3 separate regions of the Zea mays genome follow, and regions 2 and 3 are each linked to region 1. Evidence: chromatin contacts called from public Hi-C data. All regions are on one chromosome and are shown on one strand. The core of a region is the stretch at or near the end of the contact, and the rest is flanking DNA. Distances in the headings are between cores, read along the strand shown. Region 1 holds the start of LOC103635871 (protein IQ-DOMAIN 14). Region 2 holds the start of LOC100217045. Region 3 holds the start of LOC103635867.

Region 1 (3,437 bases), core at 862-3,361:
GCGTGCGAACTAGTAGTACATATGATATGACATTATTGAAATAACGCTACGAAACTCTCCATGCTATGAAACTCTCCATTAAGATTCGACCTAACTTGACCTTATTAAAAATACGCGTGTAATAGATATACAGGTGTAGCAGAAGGGCCTCTAGCGTAATAGTTAAGGATTTCGAGTAGCACGAGGTCTCGGGTTCAATCCCTCCTTGTGGGCAAATGCACGCCAGCCTCCGAATAGGCTGTTGCAGAGTGGACGTTACGAACTAATGGCCTGCTACTGATGAGTGTCAGGGTTCAGGTATTTTCTTGGTGGCATCATATGGTCTCGGTCTTTGTTAATATAATATCAAGAGGACGGTCTTTTTTCCTCACGGCCGAGTTATAGATACATGTTTGCAAAAAAGTGTGATGAAATTAAGCATTATTGCTTCTCCTAAATTTGTTTGTGGGGGCGATAGAGACTGTGGGCCATATAGTTGTTTGCTTATTTTGAATGGCCAATTAAAGAAATGGTTGGTGTTTTAAGTGGGCTTACGGGCTGCAGGCTGCAGCCGCAGCCACAGGCCCACACCGTGCGCGCTGCGCAGGGCCAGGGCTACACGCCGCACACCCACACCACGCATTGTTCCTTCGATTAGATGCTCACACATATATTGTTACAGCTTTTTATTTATTATGTTAGATAAATATTCTTTAAATAAGATAGTTGTTGAAACACGTTTATGCAGTTTAGCCCGGCTCAGCCTATTGTGCACTGGTTCGTTCCTTCATGCGGCGCGCCACCGATGCAGCAGCAGCAGCGCACGTCTGCACTGCAGCAGTGCCGCTGCAGCACTGCGCTTTCATAACGGAAATGGATAGCCTGCCCGGTGCAGGGTGGCCTCCCGGAGCTGCGCTTGTCAGGTCCCGGGTTGACGAAACTGAACGCGGCGCACTCCAAATGTCCCAACAGTCGCGGCAGGTCTAGCTCTAGCACTCCATTTCTGCTTCAACCGAGCCGAGAACACAACGCAGCAACGGGACCGGGGCCACAGGACAGGAGAGCGAGCGGCAGCTGTCCGTCAGCGGGAGTCTGTGCAGTGCAGAACCGATGGAAGGAATCGAAATCGAAATCGAAGCAAGCGGGACCAGGCACAGGCAGGAGCAATGCAAGACCGGATCAGCGTTCGGCCTGCCTGCCTGCCTGCCTCGGCCTTCCTTTATGGCCCGCAGCACGGCACGGACGGGGCAGAGATCTCGTACTAGCTAGCATTAGCCACAGATGGATCGCCCGTACTAGCCCTTTTTGATCGCGCCTTGCCTTCTTCAGTTCTTGTCCTCGAATCCCACATTACTCTGTCTCTACCGTGATGCCGCTATCGCTTTTGGCTCTCGGCTCGGCTAGCCGTAGGATCAATCGATCAATTCGGGGCTCCGTACGTACTGCCTGCCCGTACTAGCCTTTTTTATCGCGCCTTCTTCAGTTCATGGCGAACTGCTTCTGCTGCTGCCATGGATGCCGAGTGAAATGTCCGTCCCTGTCTGTCACCGGCGAGAACTGAGAAGCGAAACCGAAAGCGGCAGGGGCGACTGAGGAGGAAGAACGAAGCTGCCGTGACGCGGATCAGAACAGTGCCTCCTGCTCCTGCTCCGGCGACCGGACCGGAGCCGATACCGGAGAGAAAGGTGCCTGTGCCGGATTTCATTCGATCGGCGTCGTGGCCTCCCAGAAAGAAAAAAAACCATTTCATTTGCCGGGCGGATCGGATCTTGGCGCGGGCTCTTGGCCGGACGCGGCCGCGCCATCCAGCCAGCCAGCCAGCCGCCAAAAGCCGCGCGCCTCGCGGGGACGAGGCTTTTGAGGTGCGAATGATTGCTGGTTCGTCCAGCCGCCTCGTGCCGCGCGTGTTTTGAGCCCTGTTCTGTTCTGTTCCGGTCCCGGGCGGCTGCTAGCCTTGTTGCCTTGCTGGCTGCTACAGTGGGTTTCCTCTGCTCGTCTCGATCGGTCGGATCGAAGGTCGTTGGCTCGTGAAAAGGGCTTTCTTCCCCACCGGTCACCAGCCTTTTCCCCCCTTCCCTACCACTACTACTAGTACTACTATTCCGTTCCTCTCACGGCGTCTCCTGCTGCCCTGAGCACTGCCCCTCTCTGTGGTTCCCTGCTGCCACTACTACCCACTCCTCCTCCTCCTCTCCCTTGGCGCTACGCTTCTACTTTAAACTCTGCCTGCCTCTGCGCCGAGACCTTTCCTGCCCTTTTGGCCTCTCTCTGTTCTGTTCACTCCCCATGCTTCTTGGCCCGCAGGCCTCTGGAAAAAGCTTCTGCCCTTTTTTCCTTCCGGTGAACTAGTTAGTGAAGCTTCTTTTCTCGCTCTGTTCCTAAAGTTCCAAGTTCCTCGTCGGCCTGTGTGTTCCTGCCCTTGTATTGTATCTCAGATTGCAAGCCAGACCCTTTCGTTTCAAAAATCCTGTTTCCATAAAGCTGCAGCCCTTTTTGCTTCGACCAAGGGGCTTCCGGTCCTCTGCATCCGCACGGCACCGGCACCGGCACCGTGTGTTAGCTTTCAGGAAATCCCGAGCTGATCTCCGCGAGTTCCCATTCCCACGCTGTAGCTGTAGCTTGTAGTAGGGCTCTGTAGCCCTGCCCTGCCCAACCCAACGCTTGCATCGCAGCCGTTCCTGAAGCAGTGCAGCTCTACGAAAACCACGCCATGGGCCGCGCGATGAGGTGGCTCAAGAAGGTGCTCGCCGGCAGCAAGCACCAAGGGGACAGGGATCGCAAGGCGCAAAACGCCGCGTGCGCCGCCTTGCCGCCCGCGGAGAAGAGGCGGTGGAGCTTCGCCAAGCCGAGGAACAGCGTGGCTGACGGCGGCGCCCGGCGGCCCTCCGTCGCCGCCGGGGAGCTGTCGCAGGTGCGCCCGTGCAGCTGCGGCCAGGAGCGCGTGGCCGCCGCCGCCGTCGTCATCCAGAAGGCCTTCAGAGGATACTTGGTAAGTTGGTAGCCGAAACGCCTTCGTTCTTTCCTTGTGTTGGTGGTGATTCATTACCGCAGTGCATTTTTGTTTCCTTCACAAAAAAATGCACTGCTCAACCGAACGAAGGTTTAGTGGGTTTGGCCATTCGTTTGCTTTCTGTCGGTCCAAGAAACGAACGGATGAGTGAACAAGTAAGTGGGCATGAACTTGGCAGATTCTTCTGCGTTCGCATTGGACAGGAGATTTGACCTCACTCACTGCCCTCGATCCATGGCTGGTCGCTGCTGCTGTTCCTCTCCGCCGAGTCGACTCGTTTCGTTTGTTTAATTAATCCCTACTACTATAGAATAGATTATTATTCCGCCGATATTTTTGTTTATTGCTAGAGTGTGCTTCGTGAACTGCGCGGCGTGACGCACCTAGCCGTCACTCATCCCAGCCCAATTCTTTTCGGTTTCCGATGCGACCTGCAGCGTTAAATTTT
Region 2 (3,428 bases), core at 725-3,224, 150 kb after region 1:
GAGCTAGAGAGAGGTTTATGGGCCTCGCCTTGGGTACCCTGTTTCTGGGTACCCGACAACAGGTATGGGTGTGGGTGGGTACTACCCATATCCGTGGATAAATTATACCCGCATCATACTATTATTGCAAATAATAAAGCACGTCTTAGCTAAAAGAAAATTCTTCTTTAGCTATTATTTGTTTAACTATTAAGTTATGTAATCATATGGTTTGCTATATTTTAAGTTGAACTAATATATGTGTGTTTATTTGACATTTTGATTGATTGAAATATTAGAATTTGAGGCCTTCCTAGTGGGTACGGGTTACCCAACGGGTAAAATTACCCGTGTGGGTATAGGTATGGGTAAGATTCCATACTCGTGTACATATATGAGTAATCTGACGGATATAATTTTTATGGATGGGTATGGGTATGGAATGGTAATACCCAATGGGTATAAACTCGTTGCCATCCCTTCCTGAGAACGAGAATTGATAGCAAATGCTTGGTACTCATAGCAATTCCCACTTGGGCAGTTATAGGAGATGAGTTGAGCCTCGTTATCATCCAGTCCTGCAATATGGAGCCCAACACGATAAGTATTAATGGTTCGTTTGGACCCTAGGAGCTAAAACAAAAGTAATTAAAGTTTAGACACTTAGAAGCTAACGATCTAAACAAAAAGAACTAAAAGTGACTAAAATAGTAAAAATGTATCAATTTAGTTACTTTTAACTATCCTTGTTTGGATCTTTAGCTCCAAAGGGACTAAATTGTAGTCACTTTTATTTTAGCTCATAGAATCTGACAGTCCCTGAGAGTGTATTTGGGTGAGTTGTGGTCTTTGAAAAAAGTGGTTGTGGGATATGAGTTGTAGGTTATAGAAAAATAATGGTAAGTTATGAGCTATGTGGAAGTTGAAATCCGTTTAATTTAACATCAGTGTCTTTTAAAAAAACTATTGTCATTTATCTCAATGACAAGCAGACTTTGTGTGTCTACCTCATCTTCTTTCTTCGAATGGATCTATGGCCAAGGTCGTGCTTGCCTACTAGTAGATCCACACTCGCCTGTATGATGTTCTAGGTTGTTTAGTCATGATCACGGTGAAGTTTGAGGACGCCATCGTAATGAACTAACAAAAAAATCTATCACACTCATACATGATTTTGACTACACTTAGTTTCCAAAATTGTTCGCTTTAGATTAAAACTAGTTATTCAGATTACCGCAAAGAGATAAAATATTGTAGAATCAGTAGAATCGATACGAATTAAAGCTAAGTGAATCAATACAAAGTTCACGTGAAAAAAATGAGTACGCGCACTACCGGTCCGCAACTTAAACAGGTACCTCATGTCGCCTAATCATAAACTGCATTATTTTAGTCCTTGTTAAAGGTATGCCGTACCGTCCATATACTGACAAAGTGCACTATTTTTATACTTGTCAAGATGTGTCACATTGATCCTCTGGACAAACGGATCTGACGTCATGCTGATGACATACTAAATATATACTGATATGGATCCAAACGGGTGTCGGCAATGGTCATCTAAACTTAAAATTAGTTTTTGAATCTTATCATTGTAAAATATAGTAGAAAAACATATTTAAAATTTATTCTTCACATAATAAAATTAATCAAACCAAGATAAAAAGCAGCACACCTAGAAAATCAATTTCATAAAGTTGTAAAAAATAGTATAATTAAATTGCAAATAACTTAATAAGATGTAAAAATATATAATTTATAAAATATCTCGTTTCTTAGTTAAGTCATTGCTAATTTAACTAAATAAAATTTCTTTATAATTTTTCAAACCAAATTTCCTATAGGTTTTACTTTTATTCTTTCATCAGGCCCACGTCTTCACGGCCCAATCATCACTCGTCCTATCCTGGCAGCCCGATTCTGTGGCCCGCCCCCTCTCAGTAAAACAAATCGCGGCCTAGCTGTCCTCCGCGGCTCCGCCACAGTGTCCATCCGCTGCGGCGCAGTCCCATGCGCGGCGTCCACTCGCCGGCGGCCCAACTTCTCAAGCCTTCACTCCTACGCGCGCTTCGCCTTCCCCTCTCCTGGAAGGGAGACGGCCATTCTCACCCGTGCTCCGGATTTGTGGTAGTTCAACTTCAACCGTGTGTAATCACCCCCCCCCCCCCCCCCCCCCGAGCATTTGTGTGATTATTTCTTCGAGATTCCAGTGCTAAGTTGCATTTGCGTCCACGCTGATCTACAGTAAACTGAGCAGGTGACGGACGTATTGCTCGGAGTTTGGGGACCAGTCAATTATGGAGGTTACTGGAGGCCCCGGTCCAAGAATCTTGTGTTGCCTGTACAGTGTAGCCATCGCTGCCGCTTTGCCCCCAAATATGGATGCCACTGGAGAGAATGTGCTGTGTGCCTTCACATCAACCAAGGAATCAAGATATCTAAAGAGGTAGTGTATTCACTCGACACACACTGTCAATACCAACACGACAAGATTGCCCAACTTGGGTATTCGTTTGCATTTTGTTGATGAATTCATTTTGCATTTTTTTTCCAGTTAAATAGACCATCGAGGTAGCCTTTCAATGCCACTAGAAGCACGTCACGTGCATCGCTGAATAGATTCTCAACTTGTGTCGTGTGCTATGCAGCTCCTTTTGGTGATGCTTGGACATGGACGGTCTGAGTTCTTACTAAGCGATACAATTGCATGATACAATACTACTTGTCTGCGGAACATACACCATTTCTTAGTATGGCTGCAGATTCAATTAGGCTTTAGGATTGAAATCTTAGTCTCAAAAGGCAATTCAACAATATATACGAAAAAAACAAGGATCTCCCAAAGGCAAAATAGATTGGAAATTTTTTCCATATTAGAGTGTGGTGCCAATCCAATCTTCAACTGTAAAAATCTTATGTCACACAATCGCACTAAGTGATGTTGTTTAAGCTACAGAAAGTTGCATTTGTGGTTATGAACCTGCTATGAAGGGCATGCTGCTGGTAGAAGCCATTGCTAATTTGCTATAGATAGAGTGATAGACTTACTCGTTACACGTACACATGAGGATATGTATGCCATGTCTATGGTGCTTCAGGCCACGGTCAGAGAATCTCATCATATGACAGTGGTCCAGCATCTATGATATCCTGCTCATTGGATGCAACAAAAAAAAAACCTTTTAGTCCCAAGCAAGTTAGGGTAGGCTATCCTGCTCAATGGGTGCAACAAGTAAAATCTTATATGAAGTGTGTAACACTTAACACTTCAATAAAGCCATCCAAGTAAACCATTCTCTTACAATTTTCAGAAAGTTGAAATGAACAAAAGAAAAACTGAGCACTATTTCAAGGGGTGAATAGTCGACAGATTATTATTTCAACATACAATAGGCAGCAGCAATTACCGGTTTACCACATGGTGTCAATATTTCAGTATGATGACCATG
Region 3 (3,688 bases), core at 956-3,455, 200 kb after region 1:
GCCCGGGTAGTAGAACAGCAGGTCCGACCGACGTCTCGGTGGCCAGGCCGGATGGATGACAGGACCACATGCGAACATTTCCGCCCTAGAAAATGGTGCAGACACCGTGAGCAACTGTAATCTGCTACGCGCTGGTCCCTGGTTCTGAGTTCCAGCCAGCTGCACCCGATGCTGTTGCGCGGCATTTCTATGAAACGCAGCAGGAGCAAATCTGGAACTGGAACCAGTTGCAGATTTCGGACGTTGCTTTCGAACAAGCTAGGATTGCTTTGTGGTGGCTGTTTGAATGGCATTTCTTCATCCCGGGTTTGGGTCGGGTCGGGTCGTGTCGTGTCTGTCTAGCCGTTCGCTTTTGCGTCCGAGACCGCGTTCCGGCCCAGCGCGTGCCGAGAGCAACGCGTCCTAGCTTGCGCGGTATCCAGTTGTGCCGATCCCTTTCCGCTCATCAACTCCTGGGACTGGGAGGCAGCCAAGGTTGAACTGTGCCTGGTGGCGCGTCTCTGCAACGAAATGAATGATGCTGGCGATAGGTAGCGACAACGATGGTTGACGCGACGTGTGCTGGTTCACGACTTGGGCCAAATATCGTGCAAATTCTTCCTCTCCAAAGCCCTGAATTTCTTTCTCCAAACCTGCTCAATTATTTCCTCACTTGGTTGGTGCTCAAATGCTAGCTAGGGATCGCAGATCGGAAATGATCAACGGAGGCAGTGCCTTGTTCACTTGCTGTTGTTTATGTGTCGTACCAACGTACGTGGGTTACCCTGAAGCCGACACAAATTCCAGTGCAATGCAAATTTCATTCAGGAAAGCATGCACGCGGCTTCCTCTGCAACACCAGCATTATTTATAGGCGACAAAATTGACTGCAAATTAAAACTGCGGTTTTCTTCCACAACACCGGAACCAAACCGAGCCCACTCAACTCCTCCATCGGGCCGGCAATCCTAAACACAAATAAAATGCGTTTATTTCAGCACACATTTAGCCCTCACCTATATATATATGCATGGAAACGTAGAACCCAAGTAGCAAGTCCTAATAAGAAAAACTGAAAGAATGACAAACAAGTCCAATGCAACGAGTGTTGTGTTCATTATTGTTCAAGTCGATCTTGAAGGTAGCAAAAAATAAATAAAAAAAATCAAGCACTGCAATTCATATACATGAAAGGAAAAAAAAAGTACTACTGCCGTATGAAAATGTTCGCATCTCCTCCAAGGAATGTACCCTTATCTAATACACGTAATCCATGCATACATGACTAATAATCACAATCACAACAAAACCATAAGACTAGACTAGAGGCGGCAATGGCACTGCTTCTCTTCTGCGCCCCTACCTTATCTGACCCAGCTGCCCGTGCTGCTGCTGCGTCCGCAGCTGCTCGTGGAACCACATGATGAACTCGCCGGCGCGCCTGTCCACCGCGCTCCTCAATTCCTCGTTATTGTCCTCCTCCCTCGCCAGGTACGGCGAGTCCGTGATCCGCACCTGACGCGGCGCCGGGGCGTCCAGGCCCAGCCCCAGATCGCCGTCCGCCGCCTCCTCGACCTCGACGTCGTCCATGAGCGCGAACAGCCTCGTCACCGCCGCGGCCGAGACGTGCCGCTCCGGCTCCGGCTCCGGCTCCGACGGGTGGCCGCGGCTCTGATGCAGGCGCAGGCGGCGCCGGCGCGTGTGCATCGGCGTGCTCTTGCAGCTGAACTCCACCTCGCGGGGACGGTACTGGTACTTGCTGCGCACGGCGGCGGCGGGGTCCAAGGACCGGCACGACAGGGACGACGGGGCCGCGAGCCTCGACGACGCGCGGCCGTGGCCGTGCGGATACGGGTGCACCACCGCGGCAGCGGGGTCCATGGACCGGCACGACATGTACGTCAGCGCCGGGTTCTGCTCCCGCCCCCGCGCGGCGAGGCGGCGGCGGCGCTTGCTGCTGGAGAGGAGGCGGTGCATGTGGACGCCGAGCGCCGCGAGCTTCGGCTGGTGCTTCTTGACGAGGACGAGGTAGACGGCTTGCACCCCGCGCCACAGCTTCTTGGAGGGGCATGGCGGTCCACCGCTTGCCTCCGTTGGCGACGACTGACCGCTGCTCATCGATCTCGATCTCTCGCCTCCTGTTTCTTCCTTTTTCTCGTTTCGGAAACTGCCGGCGATCGTGTGTGGCCTTGTCGCCCAGGAATCGACGGTGTGTGTGTGGTGAAGGGATGGAACGAATGACTGGAGAGGAGGTGGGAGGGAAAGGTATTTAAAGGCAGCAGGAGGCGACATTAACGGTGGCCGTTTCAAATTGTTATACGGCGCTCGTGCGCCACATCCGCCACCTTCTTTGTTGCCATTTTAAAAAGTTAATTCTCTGCTCAACAAGCATTTTCTTCTTCCAGGCAGAAGTGCAGCAGGCTCGATTTGTGCAGCCCCGACTGATCTTCCCGTCAACGTGGTAGCCTCCATCCCTAATCATACGAGCCTACACTCCCTCAGGATTCAACAAAACCCTGAATCAATTTTGATGTAATAAAAACACGATTACAAAAATACTCTTCGCTTCCCCAAGTATATTGCTCATGCACAGTACAGCTCGAAGTTTCTGTCATACTCGATACAGTTTGTTAAGCAATAACGACTCAGATTCTTGCTGAAAGTTGTGTGCAACTAACTCTACAAATGTCTACTCCTAAATCCAGGCATGTAAAACATGCATTGCGTGTATGGCTCCACAATTTGGATACTGTTTTTTTTTCCTGGGGAGTGTAAGCTTCAGCCAGATATTTGCTTGGCTCATTGAAGTCTGTCTGGATCTAGACCCATAACGGCGACAGGTGCCCGCCGGGGTGATGACCAAGTGAGTGACTGATCAGCAAGAGATTACACAGACCTGTCTGTTGGGCAGAATTTTCAGCGTGTTTGGTTCTAGCTACAATTTACCACGACTCAAAATAGGTAAGTCTGCCAGGTCATAGAAGTGTGGTAGAAAATTTGGAGCCACATTTATTTGCTATGACTAAGAGCTAGTTTGGAACCCTATTTTCCCAAGGAAAATGAATTAATTTTCCTTGAAAAAATATTAATCCCTTGGAAAAATGGGTTTCTCAAACTAGCTCTAAAAGAATTTTACCATACCTTTTTACTCTATGATATATGGAATCTACAATAATATTGCAAAAGTTCAGTTGTGAACTAAACACTTGTCAAATTGGTCAAACTTGCATAAGGTAAAGTCTCAACCAAACATGTCCAGCCACACTTCAATTTGTCCGGTGTCTTGTTACTGTAATCAATAAGTAGGACCGAGTGAGGGCACATGCCCCCACTCATTTCTTTGTTCCAAGTACTAGAGTCTAGGTTTTCACCATAAGGTTTCCTAATCAACCTAATTTAGATGCTCCTGCTCTAGTTTTTTGGTGCTCGTCTTTACAAATATGCCCTCAATCATATTTTGTCACGGGTTAGTTTGCAAGTGAATAAAGATTCTGATAAGGTTAGGCTCTCCGTGGAAGAGTTTCTGTTGAGTCTTCTACCAACTTAGGGCGGCGTGTTCGTTTCTGGCGGTTCAGTCTGTTCCAAGCCTCATTCCAGATGGAAACAATCGGCCCGATTTGTACTTGGGTCGTTCCATTTCTTACTGTTTGTTTCGATCCGAATTAAAAACGAATCTGCTTCGGTTCAGAGTTTCTCCTTCCCTCGCAGG

Evidence for each region. A called contact is a pair of places that touch in the nucleus more often than the background predicts.
Region 2: a contact with region 1 is called in a Hi-C map of ear, with 2.0 times the contacts expected there. The contact joins the promoter of LOC100217045 here to the promoter of LOC103635871 in region 1. A contact is called at or near these places in 3 of 25 Hi-C or Micro-C datasets (ear, leaf and tassel).
Region 3: a contact with region 1 is called in a Hi-C map of endosperm, with 3 times the contacts expected there. The contact joins the promoter of LOC103635867 here to the promoter of LOC103635871 in region 1. A contact is called at or near these places in 2 of 25 Hi-C or Micro-C datasets (ear and endosperm).

Annotation. Positions count from the first base shown.
Region 1 is chr8:127,816,217-127,819,653 of Zm-B73-REFERENCE-NAM-5.0, reverse strand. LOC103635871 (protein IQ-DOMAIN 14) reads left to right here and starts at 2,111. Exons shown (of 3, transcript NM_001362606.1): 1 at 2,111-2,968. The coding sequence starts at 2,690.
Region 2 is chr8:127,668,109-127,671,536 of Zm-B73-REFERENCE-NAM-5.0, reverse strand. LOC100217045 reads left to right here and starts at 1,974. Exons shown (of 7, transcript NM_001143417.1): 1 at 1,974-2,127; 2 at 2,225-2,425. It overlaps LOC118473137, which reads left to right and starts at 1,937. Exons shown (of 3, transcript XM_035961798.1): 1 at 1,937-2,106; 2 at 2,237-2,425. The coding sequence starts at 1,990.
Region 3 is chr8:127,612,714-127,616,401 of Zm-B73-REFERENCE-NAM-5.0, reverse strand. It overlaps LOC103635867, which reads right to left and starts at 2,205. Exons shown (of 1, transcript NM_001362851.1): 1 at 1,179-2,205. The coding sequence starts at 2,097. The coding sequence ends at 1,339.